Linked DNA regions of Zea mays: region 1 is linked to region 2. Evidence: chromatin contacts called from public Hi-C data. All regions are on one chromosome and are shown on one strand. Each heading gives the region's core, a stretch centred on a gene start, on an enhancer-like site or on the middle of the called end of the contact. The rest is flanking DNA. Distances are from core to core; before and after follow the strand shown.

What was found. A called contact is a pair of places that touch in the nucleus more often than the background predicts.
Region 1: a contact with region 2 is called in a Hi-C map of ear, with 1.9 times the contacts expected there. The contact joins the promoter of LOC103647117 here to the promoter of LOC100284627 in region 2. A contact is called at or near these places in 4 of 25 Hi-C or Micro-C datasets (ear, endosperm, leaf and 1 more).

What each region holds. Positions count from the first base shown.
Region 1 is chr2:151,624,623-151,627,824 of Zm-B73-REFERENCE-NAM-5.0, forward strand. LOC103647117 (cytochrome c-type biogenesis ccda-like chloroplastic protein 2) reads left to right here and starts at 1,298. Exons shown (of 13, transcript XM_035965363.1): 1 at 1,298-1,650; 2 at 1,737-1,834; 3 at 2,023-2,109; 4 at 2,222-2,283; 5 at 2,653-2,780; 6 at 2,901-2,986; 7 at 3,086-3,117. The coding sequence starts at 1,418.
Region 2 is chr2:151,395,121-151,398,247 of Zm-B73-REFERENCE-NAM-5.0, forward strand. LOC100284627 (PP2A regulatory subunit TAP46) reads right to left here and starts at 1,788. Exons shown (of 9, transcript NM_001157522.3): 1 at 1,442-1,788; 2 at 1,202-1,324; 3 at 863-949; 4 at 642-746; 5 at 281-442. The coding sequence starts at 1,594.

The DNA.
Region 1 (3,202 bases), core at 48-2,547, 230 kb after region 2:
GAGCTCAAGAGTGACGTGCGAACGAATACAAGACAGCGCGAACAGTACAGTGTTACTGTTCATCTATTTATAGGCACATGACGCAGTCTGTGTAAAATTACATCCATGCCCTTGATATTTACTATTGACTTAAGGACAATCTATCGAGGACTAGATGGCATTTTCCTCTTTAAGTCGGTTTCATTTTCCAAAGTTAAGTCGAAGCTTCTCCACGCATAGCTTCGGAACTGGTTCATCCTTCTTTCGGACCACGCTTTTCATATCATATACAACTTCATCCCAAGGCCGAAGGTCCCTGTGAATGTATTATACTTGGAAAATATGTTAGTCGTGTTTTTGAGGACATTCGGAAGACGAAGGGCCCCAACAGGTTCAATTGTTGATCTTTAATCGGTTGTATTCCTCTGTATTTATAAAGGAGGGGGGCTGGACCCGTTACAAACAAATCTCATGAGTTAATTCCGCGAATCTAGCCAACAATCATAGCAAGAAACTCGGAACCCTAATTGGCTCCGCGCGCGCGGACCGTCCGGACCACCAGTGCGGACCGTCCGTCCGACTAATATGGCGCCCAACAACTACATCACTCAAGGTCTTGTGTTGTGTGACTGTAGGTTCAGTGTGTCACTCAAGGTCTTTTGTTGTGGCTGGTTTTCAGCTATATCATGGTATATCACTGATGGTCTTGGTAAAGGTGATGTTTCAGTTAGGATCAGTTAGAGAATTTTATTTTTTTCAAGGGATTTTTATTTTTCAAAGGAAAATTAGTTTATTTTTCCTTAGAAAATAGAAATTCTTCAAAAAAATGAAGTTTTCAAACTAGCCCTTAACTTTGGTTTTCAGTTAGTTTTAGTTCGAGTTAATGTACAACAACTATTCAATTTAGTGTCGTCCTTCAGTTTGTTTCCTGCTTCAATTGTTTCCTGTTTAAGCTGCAAAGTGGGAGGGGCGCGGGAGGCAATGGTAAAGATCAATGAGAGATAACTAACAACAATTGTGTCATTTTCAAAAGAACGAGGGCCACAAGAGCACGGCCATCTAGCGTGTATAGCACATGGTTTCAGTTTTAATAATTATTATGGACAAGTTTTAGCGTTCTGGTGTGGGTTACAGTTTTTGGGGATTTTTTTTCTAACAGCCCTAATAAGATATTTTGGCTCTTTGAGGAACAATTTTTAACTAAACTTTTGAAGTTGATCTTTTCTAGTTAACGATTAACTCTAGTGGTTCCAAACAGCGTTATAATCTAACTTTTTTTTTAACTAACGCCAGGCTGGCCAACGGTTGCCAACGGCGACACATCGGACACGTCCTCGCGGTAGTGGCGCGGCACTCGTTCTGCGGTCAGAGTCAGAGTGGCCTAGGCGCTAGCCGATAAGCCCCGCCCACCGCGCGCGCGCCGCGGCACCATACCGGGATGGGCGCCATGGGCATCGTCGTCAGAGCATGCGCGCCTCCCGCTCCCGCCGCCGCGGCCGCGCCGGCACCCTCCGGCTCCAGGGACGCCGGTCAGGCCCAGCGGAGGAGCAAGCCCTCGAGGACCGGCCGTGTGCGCGTGCTCGGCGGCACTGGCCGTGTCGGAGGATCCACGGCCACCGCACTCTCCAAACTCTGCCCCAAGCTCGGCATCCTCGTCGGTGGCAGGAACCGGTAGGACCGGCAGGAGAGTAGCCTTTTTTCTTCAGGCTGAACCGATGCTACTTACTGACAGGCGCTGGCCGATTTTGCTTTGACAGGGAGAAAGGCGAGTCCATTGCAGCCAAGCTTGGGGGCCAGCCTGAGTTCGTCCAGGTCGACACCCGCAACGCAGGCATGTTGGAGGAAGCGCTGCAGGGTCAGTATCATACTAGCAGTCATGGTAATGCAATTCAAACATCACGCGTATTATGCTGTGACTAGTTCGGATCCGTCTTCCTCCCCTGGTACGCGCGCATCTGTCGCGCTCGTCCGCCCGCCTCGCAGTTTAACTGATTCCACCTGCCCCTGCTTGCTGATTTTTCATGTTTCTGTTTTACCATGTAGTGGTAGCTGTTCGCGGAGTTGCCAAACCGGAGGCAGCTGCGACGCCGGCGAGGCGCTCGCGCCCCATCCCTCTGGCTTCCGTGGCCGGTAGCTCCGATCTTCTCCCGTGTTCTTGAAATGTTTGCTGGCGCGTGTTGTCTGTTCGACGGAATGCCTGTGAGCTGTGACTGACATGAGTGTGCTGTCCGGTGGATTGCAGTGTGGAGTCTGGTTGCCACTGGCGCCGCAAATGCTGCCGAGCTATGGGACCCCTTGGCCCTGGTGAGGAAAATATCATGTGCTTTCCTCACACAAACAAAAAAATGTGCTTGCTTTCAAAATTAGTCCCCTTTCGCTTTTCAGCATGCCTTATGGAGCGGCGTTACCCATGTTTTTTTATAAAGACCATGCCTAGTTGATGTGTCAGGTTGTGTTTACAGCGTGGGTAATTCTGCCAATTAGAGCTATCCATATTCTGCCAATTATAGTAACGAGCAAACACGTACACATGTAATGCAGCCAACTCGTACTTCTTGTTTCTTTCTTGCTTCTATTTGCAGAAATATGAATAATGTAAGAATATCTTAGACCGTTGCTACAATTATTAATTGATTTCTCGTTAATTCCTTCAAACGGCTCGTTTCTTATCAGCACGGATCATCAGGACTCGTCTTGGCTGACCTTGGTATTGGAGATTGGTTTGGGGGTTTGCTGTTTTCAGCTGGGCAGCAGGCTAATGAGGCTGTCCAAGATCAGTTGTCTGCTCTTAGTTTCTCTAGGTCTGTTTTCTTTTGGCTTCTTGTACGCAGTTCTATCACCTAAGTTTTATTTTTCTATGTTACTGGACATATTTTCTTTATTTTATGTCTTATTACTAATCTTTACCTTTGGTTCTCCAGCCTAGCAGTTATTTTTGGTGCTGGACTTGTAACTAGTTTATCTCCTTGTACACTAAGTGTTCTACCACTAACTCTAGGATATATAGGTAACTATATTGTTTTGTTTGAGATGATTGTTGGCAAAAATGCCCAGAATTGATCATCATTAATTACTCTGATTCAGTGCTTTCTTCATAAACATTTAGGTGCATTTGGCTCAGGGAAAGGCCGATCCGAGGTAATTTAAGATGAGTGAAAAATTGTACTTCTTTATGCCATGGAAAAACTTGAAGATATTGCTATTTATCTGTTAGGATATGTAT
Region 2 (3,127 bases), core at 538-3,037:
CCTGCATGTATCTAAGATACCTAGCTAAATGCTGCAAATTGTAAAGCTCCCTACAAGCATAGACTAAATAAATTAAAATACCAACAGAAAATGGAAAAGCTCTATCTTCTAGAATATCACAAGCTCATTTTAATTTGGAAAAAAATCCCTCCCTTCGAGAAAAGAAAGGGCATACTTATGGTATGCGTATATGGATCATTCTAATAATCTAATTTGGAATATGCTGAAATTTAAAAATCTAACATATCATGAAAACAGCTTCCAGATTCGGGATGCTAACCTCTCTTTCTTCCTCCCCATCATTCTCCAGGTCATCTTCCTCTCCAGCTTCAATTGGGGCAGACAAAGCAGCTGCTCTCAATGAGCGTCCACGCCTTTCTTTTCTCTCTCTGATCTCTTGGAGCTTCGTTTCTGCAGCCTTTTGACGTTTGAACCGGGCAACCTTGAAAAATAAACAATAAATAGTGAACTACAGAAAACCGACCCACCTTAAACATCTTACAAGTAAAATCAGCTTGTGCGTCATAGATTCAGCACAACAAGAGAACCATGTCCCATATTACTGTGTTCCAATTACAGAGTAGAAACTGACTGACTGATTAATACCTTGAGAGATTAAATGGGAAGTAATTCAGTCTCACCTTCTGCGCTCTTCTGTTTGTCATAGTATCTGGCTGCTTCTGCCTAGACAATTCTAGCTCATCCTCTGGGATAAGCTCTAGTACTTCACATAGAGCAATGAACTCCTGTGGGGTGAAAAAGGAGGTAACGTGATGACAGAGTACCATGCTAGAGACCCCTCGTTATGAACGAATTAAAAAGCTACACCTAGTGAAACAATGTGACAGGGCAAATTGATAACCTTCAGATGGTCCTGTGACGTCTTAAGAACCGGGATCCGATCCTCCTGTGCTATCTTTTCGGTCATTTCTGCAAGGTAATATGGGACCTACAAATGCAAACAAATATCAGAGGTGTACAGAAGAAAATCAAACATGTGAACCACTGGAACAAGTCTTAAGTTTTCTAGCACTGTTGTGATTTGCAATTGTACTCGCAACTGAATAAAAGTGACCAGGCGTGATTTCCAATTGTCCTGACAACTGAATAAAACTGACCAGGCGTCTAGTACCATCACGACCTGTTTCACGGACTAGTACGGAGAGCAGAGCAGATTGAAGGGGGAGGGGGACGGACATACCAGTAGGTACTTGAGGTTTGCTGTGGAGACGTCCTCCTTGGTCTCGTTGGGGGAGAAGAGGCCGAGCTTGCTGACCATGTCGTCGCAGCGCCGCAGCAGGTCAACCCCCGTGCGGATCCCATCCTGCGCGGCGGAAAAAAAAACCAAGCGCGTAAGCACCGCTCACCCGATCTCAATCTCTGGGTGAGCGGAAGAAGGGCGAGACGACCCCAGTTCCCAGAAGAGAGAGGAGGGAGGCACCTGGTCGAGAGCGGAGCTGGAGGCCAGGGCGTGGAGCCGCGACGCCCTATCGAAGAGGGCCGGGAGGGGGAGGTCGGCGGCGTCGTCCTCCGGCTCCGCGTGGAGGCGCATCTGCGATTGCAACTTGTTCCCGGTCTCCTCCACATCCACCATTCCGACCGGTCGGACGGTTGCCTCGCGGAACCGGAAGCGAGCGAGAGGTCTGCGGCAAAACCCTAGTGGAGCGGGGCAGAGGAGAGGGTCGCGGGAAGGAGAGAGCTCGGGAAGCGTCGTCGCCGGGAGGACGCTGGACGCCTCGGAAGATTTATTAAAAAAATTAATGAAGCTTTGTTAGTTGTTACACTGCGGGTACTGTTCCTTTAAAAAATGTAGAGAACACTCTGGAACGCACGAATTGCAACGTACTCGCATTGCTACATATATGAGGCTAGTTTAGGCTAGGTCTCGATGAAATACTCGTGGCTCGCTAGCTTGCTCGGTTCATGGTTAGCTCGGCTTGGATCGGCTCGTTTGAATTTTTTCACGAGCTGACCTGACATTCTAGCTCGGATCGTTAACGAGCCAGCTCGGTTCGTTAACGAGCCAGCTCGCGAGCTAAACGAGCTACCATATTCTAGCAAAACGAAACTATATGCATATCATTTATAGAATAATTGATGAACATGTGTCACACCCGTTTCCAAAGGGGCAGAGCCGGGTGCATACTATATGTGTGCCAGGATCTATTTCCGCACATATGTTGACGTCACAAGTGTAATATATCAAAAGAACAATGCATAAAAGCGTAAATAAAGATTATATTAACATATTACACTTCGAACAGACATAATGTCTTAACCTTTATTCATCAAAGTACAGCGAAACATGGACATCCATCCACAGGAAGATGACCGGGGGTATCACTAGACTAGCATCCATGGAGCTTAGCATCATAACTTCATCTGCAAACTTCTGATCAAAATTAAGCAAGGGTGAGCTCACTTATGGTCGGGGCTCAGCAAGTGGGGGAAAAACTAATGCAAGGTAACAAGATGAGGCTAAGGTTGAGCAGTAAGCATTTTAGTTGGTCAACATTTTATTAATAACACATGTCTTACTAATAAGTGTGAATCCCAAGAATTCCCATTAAACAAAGGTATAAGAGTATATAAAAAACACTTAAGTGAAACCACTTAAGCAAAACCATTGGCAGGTCATCGGATCTCGATTTATTTCCATCTTCAAGTTCAATTATCATGTGAGGAGTCGAGGCTGCTCATAACCGTGAGCACGGCTGATATATCGGTTTACACTCTGCAGAGGTGGTACAACTTTACCCACAAGCCGTGTGTCGGGGACCATAATTAGGGGTACCCTCAAGACTCCTAAATCTCAGCTGGTAACCCCATCAGCACAAAGCTGCAAAGGCCTGATGGGTGCGACTAAGTCAGGGATCGGTCCATTCGAGGGACGCGATCACGCCTCGCCCGAGCCCAGCCTTGGGCAAGGGCAGCCGACCCCGGAGGATCTACGTCTCGCCCGAGGACCCCCTCCAGCAACGGACACACCTTCGGCTCGCCCGAGGCCCAGTCTTCACCAAGAAGCAACCTTGGCCAAGTCGCCACGCCAACCGACCAAATCGCAGGGGCATTTAATGCAAAGGTGGCCTGACACCTTTATCCTGACGCGCGCCCTCCAGTTGACAGA